Regions from separate parts of the Mus musculus genome. Here all the other regions are linked to region 3. A link is a contact called in public promoter capture Hi-C data. All regions are on one chromosome and are shown on one strand. The core of a region is the stretch at or near the end of the contact, and the rest is flanking DNA. Distances in the headings are between cores, read along the strand shown.

Evidence for each region. Promoter capture Hi-C pulls out the DNA fragments that hold promoters and counts their contacts.
Region 1: a promoter capture Hi-C map of pre-B cells shows a contact between it and region 3, with 2.9 times the contacts expected there. The contact joins the promoter of Zc2hc1c here to the promoter of Syndig1l in region 3. A contact is called at or near these places in 2 of 39 promoter capture datasets (pre-B cells and stem cell-derived epiblast-like cells).
Region 2: a contact with region 3 is called in a promoter capture Hi-C map of pre-B cells, with 3 times the contacts expected there. The contact joins the promoter of Mlh3 here to the promoter of Syndig1l in region 3.

Annotation. Positions count from the first base shown.
Region 1 is chr12:85,287,148-85,291,107 of GRCm38.p6, forward strand. Zc2hc1c (zinc finger, C2HC-type containing 1C) reads left to right here and starts at 1,444. Exons shown (of 3, transcript NM_172414.4): 1 at 1,444-1,638; 2 at 2,405-3,734. The coding sequence starts at 2,424. It also overlaps a transcript of Acyp1 not described here.
Region 2 is chr12:85,267,995-85,271,982 of GRCm38.p6, forward strand. Mlh3 (mutL homolog 3) reads right to left here and starts at 2,605. Exons shown (of 12, transcript NM_175337.2): 1 at 2,545-2,605; 2 at 1-1,480. The coding sequence starts at 1,416.
Region 3 is chr12:84,697,036-84,700,981 of GRCm38.p6, forward strand. It overlaps Syndig1l (synapse differentiation inducing 1 like), which reads right to left and starts at 1,772. Exons shown (of 4, transcript NM_001033334.2): 1 at 1,491-1,772.

The sequences.
Region 1 (3,960 bases), core at 194-2,693, 590 kb after region 3:
TCTGGCCTTCCCAGGCACTGCACACACAAGGCATATATTCACATAGACCTCGGAGTTTCTCTCTTCCTCTCTCTCTCTCTCTCTCTTCCTCTCTCTTTCTTGTGTGCGTGTGCGTGGGGGCGGGGGGGGGGGGGAGGGAGGAAAGGCCTATATGCCTATACCCAGCCTGGGAGAATCTGAGACAAGAGGATTAAGTAGGCAGGAGGACTAACTAGTGCTAACCATAGACTAAATAGGGAGCCTGTCTCAAAACAAACAGCAAACAAAACAAAACAGAAGAGACTCCAGTGGGATCCTAACACAGAGAGAGACAGACCCAGGGATGGGAAGGGGAACTTTTCTTGCACAAGGAAGTTATGTATACTTGAACACTAGAGATTCAGGGGGAGAGTATGGAAACGAGTTAGAAAAGATGTATGGGAAAACCCATAGAAGCTGACTGAGGCAGGGTCCTAGTCCGTGGGAAACCTCTGCAATGTGGAGAAGGCCGAAGAGCCAACTGGGAATGAAAAGAATGACTGACAATCTGCCCTAGAGAGTCCACCAAGGAATTTTTTTTTGTAGCGCATAAAAGCTGACATCTGATCTGTTGTATTAACGAGACTGCTGTCTACTTTATTTCCCACGTGCTCGAATCTTCTGTGTAGTTACAAGAAAAACGGAGCTATCTGTTCCAAAACAGCTTATCCAAATGAACTGAAGCACGAAGAAGACAAATAAACTCTCTTCTGTTGTCAAAAAGTTACAGAGGACCATTTAATGTTGAAATCAAGTTATGTTCATTACTGTTGATCTGGTTGTTAACTTTATTATTGTTACTTTTGGCTGAGTCATTCCTGGGCCCTAAGTAGTAACGGTCACGTGAGAGTGAAACGTTATAATAGCAAAATGATTAGATTGGCCATAGAAACTACCCTGGGACTATAACACGTAGTGAAATAATAGTAAAGCTAATATAATAGCAAGCGCCAAAGCATTGCGAGGGAAGACAGCCCGGAGCATGTAGCCTGGAGCTCTTACATAGCCCTACCTGGGGCCTGAGCGCAGTAGCCGAGCGCACTCAGAAGGGTGATCAGCAGTCCCACTCCCGCTAGCTGGACAGACTCCCGAATCCTGGGGCGGGATGATTCCGCAGCCCATCTAGGGGCTCCACCCTTCTCCAGACAAGGGCACACCCTAAGGTCTGGGAGCTTCATTCTCGGAGAAATCCAAGTTCTTCTTTGATGTAGCCCCAGAAAAACCTCTCCAACCCCTCCCCAAGGGAAACGCTGATCTGAGCTGCGGAGTTGGCTGCACCTCGACAAGTGACCCGACTGCACCCGTACTCCACCTCCCTTCCCTCCTCCCCTCCCCACCTCCCTCCCCACCTCCCTCCCCACCTCCCCGCACTCCCTCCACCACCTCCCTCCGTCCCTCCAACCCAATCTGCCCCGGCGGCTTTCGGATTGCTTGTGGACTGCGCCTGCGCACATCTGGAGCTAAAAGTTCTCAACCAGAGGCGGTGCTCTGGTCTCCAGGCAACGGGATAACAGAGGTGGACAGAGAGCGCCTGCGTGGACGGCGGTTGGGTTTAGTCAGGTGTGGAAAACTAGGTCTTGGGGATTTTCCCTGAGCTGGAGCGGCCCCCGAGCGCCTCAGGTACGCCGAAAGGGGAGATACTGAGACCTCCCGAGGGGTTGGAGAGTGAGAGTTTATCCCTAGAGGCCGGGTCCCAGTAAGGACTCCCGTTTGACCCTCTGGGACAGAACATGACTCTGGAGTTCCGGATCCAAAGCGGGCTGGGGCGCTCAGGTGTCTGTCACCCCCTCTCCCAACACACTCTCTTTACAAGCCTGGTGCGGTTTGAGCCATAGAGCATCTTTGCATGAGGGCTTGACAGCCGGGCACCTGCTTCAGGCCCGGGTGGCTCGTGCTCTTTGTAGTTTGTAGCAAGGGGAAAGTCCAGGGAGTGCTTTGGGCCAGGCCCTGTCGCCAGGCCACTGTTCTCACCCCGTAAAACCGTGGGACTGGACTCAGAGCGGCCTCTGCAATTTACAAGAACCCGGGGCTGGTAAGAGCAGGTTGCCTGTTTTGTGTCACGGACGACCTTCTATCTAAAGCTTTTCCCACCCATTCCATAAATGGTGTAGAGCAGGTCATCTACAGGCCTGGAGGAAAGTCAGTGGCAGAACACCTGTGTCACGTCCATTCTTTGGTCCTCGGGGCTTAGCAATGTCTGGCCTGGCACATAACCATCACTCCCTAAATGCTTATTGAAAGAATGTCCTGGCAGAGCCAACACCACAGTCCCGAGAAACGTTTAAAGGGAATGTGGGTAGGGCAAATGGACAAACAGTTTACTCTAGCAGCCGGGAGTGAACCTCAGACAAATTCTTCACATGTATCTGCTTTAAATCTCCCCTAGGCTTCGGTCCAGGCACTGAATGGCTGGTCTCCAGTTGGCTCCACATCTGCCTGTGGGCGTTATGTTCCCACATAATAAAACAGAAGCTCCTGGACTCCACTCAGCTAAGCACGACCCTTACGAACAAAGTGACTCTTCCCAGCGGCCCTCGATGGGACATTTGAGGAATAGTTTCCAGTCGAAGCTTTGGAGCAACACAGAAATGGAGCAGGAGGACGAGGTCTCCACCCGCCCCAAAAGGAACGTCTGCACAAAAGCCCGGAGGCACTCCTGTCCCCACAGTGCAGGAATCAGGCAGCAAGGCTCAGGGAACAATGCCCAGGGCCAAGGAAAGGGTCTGTTTTACTTGTCTAGTCCGACACCCCGGTATCCCAAAGCAAATGACCAGGACTTCATTCCCTTTAGGAGGAAACGAGTGGGAGTGGATCGGGCTTACCCACTGAAACCCATGGTCCACCGGAAGTCACATAGTACAAGTGATGCGGGCGCAGACGGGGACCAGAATGGCTACCCAAGACTCCCTGACTCAAGTGAGTTTTCAGACAACAGCTTTGGTTTAAGGAGCTGGGTGAATTCATCTCTTCTTGCCTCTGTGCAGGCAGAGAAGGTCGTGGCGGAGCTCCATAGGACCGAGTGGACCCAGATCCAAAGGCTCGAAGCTGCAGGGGAGAGTTTACAGAAGGAGATCCGCAGAAAGGAGATTCTCCTACAAGAAAAGCTGAAGAAGACAGAGGAGGGTCTTCGAAGGATGCAGAAGGAAAAGAAACAGGCCATTTTCCAGGAAGACAGAGAGCTACAAAGGATGGTACTACCTAGAAGGAGGGTTCGAGATGGTGACCATGACACCCCACACAAACCCTGCTTGTCCCCAGAGTTCAGGTCTGAGGTATTCAGTAGAAACAGGGGAGAGGATCAAACTTGTGATCAGGCTCAGGAAAACCCTAGTCCACGCCAGCTCTCTGATTATGAACTCCAAAAGCTCAAAAGGGAAAGACTGATGGCCAGTAACAGTAAAATCCGAGATCAAGACGCAGGACCCTCAGCAGACGCGTTCTTTCAACCGGCAGAGGAGCTGGGCAGTACACTGCAGGAGTCAAGTCGGTCCGGGACACCAGGCTCCTCTGGGTCCAGCTCCTCCACAGAAGAGCCAGAGCTGGCCAAGTGCAGCCACTGTGGACGATCGTTTCTTTCCCTCAGGCTGCAGAGACACTCCACCGTCTGTGGCAAGATGCAAGGGTCCAAAAGAAAAGTGTTTGACTCTTCCAGGGCCCGGGCGAAGGGCACAGAACTAGAGCAGTACTTGAACTGGAGGGGACCAGCCACAGCCAAGGTAATAAAAGCCTCCTAGATTTGACTCTGTGCAGGGGTGCGTGGAATGGCCTGCTACGCCCTCACTGGTTTGCTTGTGGGAACTGGGGTAGTGTAGGACGGAGGGGAGAATCAGGATTTCTGTTTGCCTAGTCTCTCTAGTCAGAGCTTTGTGTAGGAGCCTCACAGTTCTGTGAGGGTAAGAATCTTATTGTGTCCGTGGGAATGTCATTACATTCATTCAAAAA
Region 2 (3,988 bases), core at 1,355-3,854, 570 kb after region 3:
CCTCGGTTCTAAGTAAGCACTGTTGTTGCTGTCCTGTAAAACAGACTCTACCGATTTACTATAGCACGGGCCATCCGATGCATCTGTGTACAATGAGCCCACTGTCTTTTTTCTGATAGTTTCTGAATCACCAGGGTTTTGTCTGGTTTTATTTTCTAGAGTAGCTATTCTTTTCACAGCTTTTGACTGCAAATTAAACATTTCATAGGAATCCAGAATTTTATTACACGCTTCCCGGAAACTGCTCTGGTCACACTTCTCATGAGTAGACACATGTGTCTGAAGAGTCGTGCCAAACAAACTAAAACCATTATCTTCATTAAATTCCTTAATATCTTCACCTGATAATTCTACAAATAATTTTTCTTGCTTTAAAAACCTTTTTACTCCTTCCTGAATACAAATCAACACGGTATCCCAGCTCTGAAACTCAATCAGAGTTTTGGCTGGCTCTATGCAGACATCATACTCACAGAAAGGGCACTGCACATTGATTACATATATCCCGTGGAGTTCTGAGGCAGAACGGTGTCGAGGACTTGAATTCATTTGCCTACTGGCAGAGCCATTCTTTGGCCTGCATATAATGCTTTCTTTTCTTAATAAAAAGTCAATAAGTTTATGCAACTTTGTTCTTAAAACTAGTCTTCTGTTCACAAACAAAAACTGCATATTCTTATTGTAGTGTGCTTCAGAGCTGATGTAGCCACTGAACTCAAATTCCTTGTATTTAAAACGTATTTCTCTTAACTTTTGGGACTTGCCCAATCCGTAAATTTGACAGAATCGAGAGCATATGTCTTTGGTTTTAGGGAGCTGAAGAACCATGGATCCAGATACATCGTTCCTCAAAGAGAAAGAAATGGAGGGGTGCATAAGTGAGAGAGCTTCTACCCTCTGCCGAACTTTCTCAAACTCTAGTCTAGGATCCATGCTTTTCCTCCGCACAGGAAACTGGTAAAACAGGTTATAGACCGTTACTGTAGTCCCCACACTTGGTCTGGTCAAATCAGCCTCATGGGTGGCAAGGGCTTTTCCATTCTGAAACATTTTCACAAAGGTTTTCAGTGTTGTGTTTTTCTTGGATGAAATCTCCACAGCACCAGCCATGTCGGCTATACTTGCCAAGGCCTCTCCTCGGAAGCCATAAAATGCTGGGTTCTCCAAGTCCCGCACTGAGTGGCATTTACTAGTAAAATACCGGTTTCCCACCTTCTCTACATCGTCCCCCGCCATCCCAAGTCCATTGTCTATCACTTGAACTTGGAAGGTTTCCATATTCACTCTGATGGCCACACATGTTGCTTCAGCATCAATACTGTTAAGGGTAAGTTCTTCAACACACTGGCCCAAGGAGCTTATGGCTAAACCGGAACGCAACTTGGTTTTTACGTCATCTGATAGACACCTGATCATGGCAGGGACACATGTGGAGGGAGTGGCAGACACTGGCTTCCTTCTCTGACTGGAAAATAATCACCTACAGGAAACAAAACACAACACATACTCTAGCAAACCTCAGTTATATCACATCACCCATTTCTCTCGACTATTACAAAGAACTACAGTTAGAGTATTAAACCAAAACGCGAAAGGGAAGTATACTTCTAGTTTCTAGACAGCACACAAAACTCATGCACTGGTATAACAAGCTTCAATTCCAAAGCATTCATAATTTCATTAATTTTCGCTGTTCCTAAAATGAATGCCCTAGAGTGAAATTATAATTACGCTAGATGCTGATCCGTAAAGACACTATTCAAATTTCTAAGCACTTCACTAAAAACAGATGCCTAAATTAAACGCAGCTAAGAAACATTAGCTAGAAATTATTCATGAAAAAAGTCCAAGCTAGTTTCATAACATTTATACTTTACACAATAACCACGGCTTTTAGAAAATCCTTTGATGTTCTAAGACACTGTAAGTAAGAAGGTAAAAAAAACAATGGGACTAAGTCAAAGTCAAATCTATCAAGGAGACACAGTAAGCCATTACTTTCTCAGGAAGAGGTGGGGGTGGGGGAGGTAAAACTCCTTTGATATTTAAGTCCTGCTCCTGTGTAGCTTGATAGCTTGCAGAAAGGCCCTTATTACTGATATTCTTTTATATTGATACTCTCGGTCTTTTATATCCCCAGAACATAGCTTGGCAATAAAAAGTGAGTGTATGGGGTGGTCGGACCCTGATTCCAGGTTTTCTTATACAAACCCTAAGACTCTAGGTAGTTAAAGGTCTCATTCTTAAGTGACAACAGTGAGGCAGGTGACAGGCTCTTTTGTTTTGTTTTTAAAGCCTGGAAAAACCGGGGCTACGACAGCATTTAGCCACCGTTGGCAAACGGGGTGAATGTGTAATGAGCAGTTCTAGGGTCTGGAAAGTCGGGCATCCCGTGCAGGCCGGGCCGCGCCTGCGCAATCCACCCACCCCGCACCTCCGGGGGAGCCGGGGCCCCGCCAGACAGGCCCGCGGCAGTCACCATTGCTCCTGTCCAGTTAGACAAGCTCTCTGGACCACATTTCATCACGTGCTTTCCCCCTTCACCTCGAATCTCCTCCATCAACTCTCACCGACCAACCACCTCCAACGCCGAGCGCGCGCTCCCGAGCATGCGCTTCCGAGACACCGCCAGACGGCGTCTGCACGACGTCTCAGTGCGCAGGCGCTAAGGTGGCCAAGCTGCGCGTCCCTTCACCTGGCGGGTTCCAATTAGTTCTTTTGTCTTATTCTCTTTCGGAATGGGGTGAAAGGCTGTTTCTACTAAATTTTACTTTGCTCCCCTTCTCGTCTCCTTTGCATGTTCTAATATGTAGTTCCACATATATCTTTCTTGTTTCCTTAGTCTTTGTTCGCTAGATTGTAAACTATGTGAAAGTAGTTTGGTTTTTTGTTTACTGCTGTGTCCTGGTGGCAAGTAGATATTCAGGGAATGAATGCAGAGCATTCCTTTTTTTGTTTGTTTGTTTTTCGAGATAGGGTTTCTCTGTATAGCCTTGGCTGTCCTGGAACTCACTCTGTAGACTAGGTTGGCCTTGAACTCAGAAATCTGCCTGCCTCTGCCTCCCAAATCCAGGGATTAAAGGCGTGCGCCACCACTGCCTGGCAAGAGCATTCTTGAAAATTAAAGCTTTACGAAGCTGGAAAGGGCTGAGAAGCCTCTCTCTCTTTCTCTCATATTTTGTTTTTGTTTTTCTTTCAAAACATGATTTCTCTGTGTAACAGCCCCGGAACTCGCTTTATAGACCAGGCTGGCCTATAAACTCACGGAAATCCTTCTGCCTCTGCCTCCCAAACGCTGGGATTAAAGGTGTGCTCCCACTCCCCACCCCACCTCCACGTCTGCCCAGCCCAACTCTCTTGATTTGCAAATCAGGACATCAGGGTCCCTCCTTCCCTTCCTTCCTCTCTTCCTCCCTCTCTCTCTCTCCCCACCCCCATACCACCACGGCTTTTTCCTGCAAGAGCACAGTGAGAATATTTTGAGAATTATTAGGCAATCCTCAGTTTTTGTCTTCTGTTTCATCCAAACCTCCTCCCAGAAACTTTTTAAAAAAGATTTATGTATTTCATGTGTATGGGGTTTTGTCTGCTTGTACTTCTGCACACCAGAAGAGGGCATCGGATCCCTTGGTCTTAGAGCCATAGACTGTGTGAACCACCATGTGGGTGTTGGGAGTTGAACTCAGGACTTCTGGAAAAGTTGCCAGTGCTCTTAACTGCTGAGCCATCTCCACAGGGAGGACATCCCTCCTCCCTTTAAAGGAACTTAGGACAAAGTTTTAAATGAGTATATATTTAATTACTAACCAAACCAAATCAGACTTGTGGAGCCAATGAAGCAAACTTCTGATTATTGTTCAGTTTGCCAGGGCTTCATGACAAAAGGCCACAGGCTGGGTGGCTTAAGTAGCCGGGGTTTTTGTTTGTTTTCTTTTCTTTCCAGTTCTAGGACAAGCTGGAGTTTAGGCCAGGATTCCTTCTTGGGTGT
Region 3 (3,946 bases), core at 522-3,021:
AGCCAATTACCGAGTCCTTCCTAGGTTCCAGGTGCTGTGGGGGGAGGGGGGGGGGAGGGAAGCACAGAGGAAGCACAATCCCTGCTCCAAAGAGCTATTTTCCCTAGATCTGCGATTCTTGGAGAAACATAAAAACAAAAACTATGAGTCAGACTCTCGCCCTATATTATCTCCTATAGGTGTTGATGGAGGAAGGGGGCAGGAAATCCTCTTATTTCCTGGAGATTTATGAGTTGGACTTCACTGTTTCTGGGACTCCTTAGAGGCTGCAGGCAGAAGGAGCCAAGGCTGGACTGCAGAATAGGGGTTAAGGGCGGCAGTAAGCTGATCACTGTTAGCAGGCCCGACTAGGGGACTGGGGCAGTGAGAGGAGCTCACTGCGGGGAGATGTCTCTCCTGGCATCTCAGGACAGTTTCCTGAGGTGGACAGATGCCCAAGGCTCTTATCCTCATCTTAGAGATGAGGAGACTGGGCTTAATAAGCTTGGACAACTAATGCCAGGAATTAGAAGCTGCCAACCAGAGCCTTTTGACCTCCAAGGGTGCGGAATTGAGCTGGGTGGGAGGGTGCCGAGGAGCCAGTCTGAAGACCGTGGTCAACCACAGCAGTGAACTAGTCTACCTCTACGCAGTTTTATTTCCATGGGTCTGTTCTGCCACTCACAGAACTCTGGGCTGAAGAACTGGAAGCACTTTGCAGGCCTGAATGAGCTCATGCTACATACTCTTGCCAGAGAGAGAGAGAGAGAGAGAGAGAGAGAGAGAGAGAGAGAGAGAGAGAGAGAGAGAACCAAATGGAAGCTCTGTCGGGGTCATCAGCACTCAGGCATATAATAGAAAACCAGATCCGGGTCCACTACGTTGTCTTCCCAAACCAAGCAGTGTGATGCAAGCCCAGCCCCTTTTCAAGAGGAAGAGAGTCACGGAAAAAGCTGAGGAACCTGTCACCTTTTCCTTTCCCCCAAAGAAATGTATTAACCAGTCCTGAGGAGATAGACAACCCCTGCCCCCATTTCCCTGTCCCAAGGGCTATTCCAGGGCAAAGAAACCCAAGAGCAAAGAGATCACAGCTTCTCCAGTCACTCTAGTGACCAGGCTTGGATGGGAAGGAATAGCTGAGTGAAATCCACTCAGATTTGACCAATGTCATGGAATCTTAGTGGAGACTGATACTAGGGAGTCTGGGAGACTCACATCAATGTTCCTGTAATCAGTAGGCAAGGTGTCTCAGAGCTGTCTCAGGTCAGGGCCAAGACCTGGAGGTACAGGGTCAAGGTGCCCAGGTACCTATCACAGTCTGGATGCCTCAAGTCTCTCCTAGAGTCACCCAACAAGGAGGTGAAGAGTGGGGCTGGACCTGGCCAGAGCTCTGAAGGAGTGCGAGGACCTGTAGGGGTTGGAGCTTCAGCACTGCTAGGCTCCCCCAGCATTCCCCAGCTCTCTCGGTGCCTAGCTCTGCGCTCCCGCTGCGCCCCCAGACGGCTCCTTACCTGTCGCTCTGCGGACCGTCCCGCCTCCTCGCGGGGCTCGGGGACCGGGCATGGGCCGGCGAGCAACGGCGTCCCCGCCTCGCGGCCGCGGTGAAGCTTCCAGGAGAGCTCCCTGCTCCCGGCCCGCGTCCCTGCCGCTGTCGCCGCCGCTGCTTCAGAACCGTGGACAGCTCCCGCTCGCCCGCCGCCGCCCCGCGCGCCCTACACGGTCCCGGGAGCCCCGCATCCCGGCTCCGCCGCGCTCAGCTCTCAGCCCGGCCCGAGGCGGCTCCGCGCCGACTTGGGGGAGCGGCGAGGAGGGTCCCCGCCTCCCGCCGCCACCGCCTGCCTCTCGCCTCCGTGCTCCCTTCCACGCTCCAGAACCAGCCCACCAGGCACTCCGGACCCAGCTCCCGGGAGGGGAGGGGCGGGGCGGGGCGGGGCGGGAAGTCGGGGAGCCCGGAGGAGGCGGCGGCGGCGCGAGGGGCGCGCAGCTGGAACCGGCTTTTCTGCTTCCTGGAGCCAAACCCTCTTCTCCAGCTTTTCTCCCCTGCCTCCTCTCGCGCACCCCAGAAGCGATGCGCGCGCGACCCTTGAGCTTCTTAGAGTATTTTTGAGCTCTGAGGCTCCCAAGCTCTGAGTTCAAATTATTGATCAGCCCTACAAAGAGAAACAAACAAACAAAAATATTTATTGAATGCCTACTAAATAAACCACGCCAGGTTATTTATTTATTTAGCCAGAGTGATCTCATTTAATTATCTTAACAATCTACTAGGTACCCTCTGTCTCCCAAACATGGATGAGTTGTGCTGAGGTCAACACAGCTTAAATATCGGGATTTGGAGACTTCAGTTCTGTTGGGAAGTATATAGGTTCTATAGCCCATGAGTTTTGGTGATAGTTTGTTCCAAACACTGTGTGACCCAGAGGAAGTTACAAAACCTGTCAAATTCTCCAGACGGAATCCATCAATGAGGGGGTCATATAAGGACATATATGTGACACATTGGCATCCAATAGGCTCAGTGGGTGAGCCATCTCTGTCATTCTCCCATGAGGAGGCCTGAAATCTAATCTGACTGTAGGGTTCTGGCGGCTCTGTGTTCCCAACTATGCGGCTCTTTTTTTTCTTCTTCTTGAGCTCCCATAGATTTTTATTTTTTTAGATTTATTCATTATGGGTGGTTATGAGCCACCATGTTATTGCTGGGATTTGAACTCAGGATCTTCAGAAGAACAGTCAGTGCTCTTACCTGCTGAGCCATCTTGCTAGCCCTTTAATTTAATTTAATTTAATTTAACTTAATTTAATTTAAATTTTTGTCATTTGTTTTGTTTTGTTTTGTTTTTTGTCTTTTTAAGCATGGTGAGAGATTAGCCCTACCGCGAGTGTTGTGAATGGATGGATACCAGCATTGTTCATGCCTTCCCCTCTACCCATGACAAGGTCTTGAGATTCATCATGGTACCCAGAGGACAGGAAAAAAGGCATATTCTCATTAAAGGAAGGTAAATAGCGATGGGCAAAGGGAACTCCAGAGCACGCTGAAGCTGAGGCAGCTGTAGAATCCTGGGAACAAAACTCTGCAGTGACCCCTCCCTTCTCCCATGTCGGGATGCCAACCTACACTGAATGGGAGGGAGCTCTTGTGGGCGCAGAACATCTAAAGCAGTTCCCTTTAGCTCCCAGCCTGCAGAGGAAGGGCCACGGTCTGGTCTCTTTGGGTTTCTCCTTCAAACCCGGCAGAGAGCTTCCTTGGCCTAGGGTTGGTCACGGGTCTTTTCCTGGCTCTGTCCACTAGAGTTATACTAGGAAGGCTCCTGCCCCACATGCATGTAAGTAAACCCCTTCCTAAAAGCATCATCTCTTGTGTTACTTAGCTCACTTTTAGTCTCCCTGCCATAGGCACATAAGGCCCTTGCTTGTCTTTGGCCTCCCCCTGCTTGCCCCTTCCCCACCCTGGTTTTTGTCAATGCCTGGGCTGCTTACTAAATTACTAATTAAAAGGATAATCATAATAATATTAATAAAATAATAATAATAAGCCAGTGAAGCAAAAGCTGAATAGGAATTTCAAATACTAATGTTGATAATTAAGTGCTGCTGTCTGGAGGGAAGGCTCCAAGAGAGACCTATAGTTGGTGGTGTGTCACCGAGCCATGGCCTGGGTGCCAGGGAACCTTAGGTGCTGGTCTTCCTTTGTCACTGACTGTGCAACTTCTGGCAGTTGCCTAATCTTCCTGGGCCTTTGCTCCTTTAGGATTGTAAACCCTTCTGTAGCTTTGAAGTAGGAAAATAAGCATTGTGTAATGGGGAATGGGGAACAGTGGCTAATGCAGCAATAAGAACTTCCAGGGAAATTACCTTTTACTGCCTGCAAGGGATAGGTGGGACTGAGTCTGTACCTCTCTCTGTATGTCTCCAGTGGGTTTTTTCTATATCCCTCTGTCCTTTCTCCATCATGCAGTGTGAG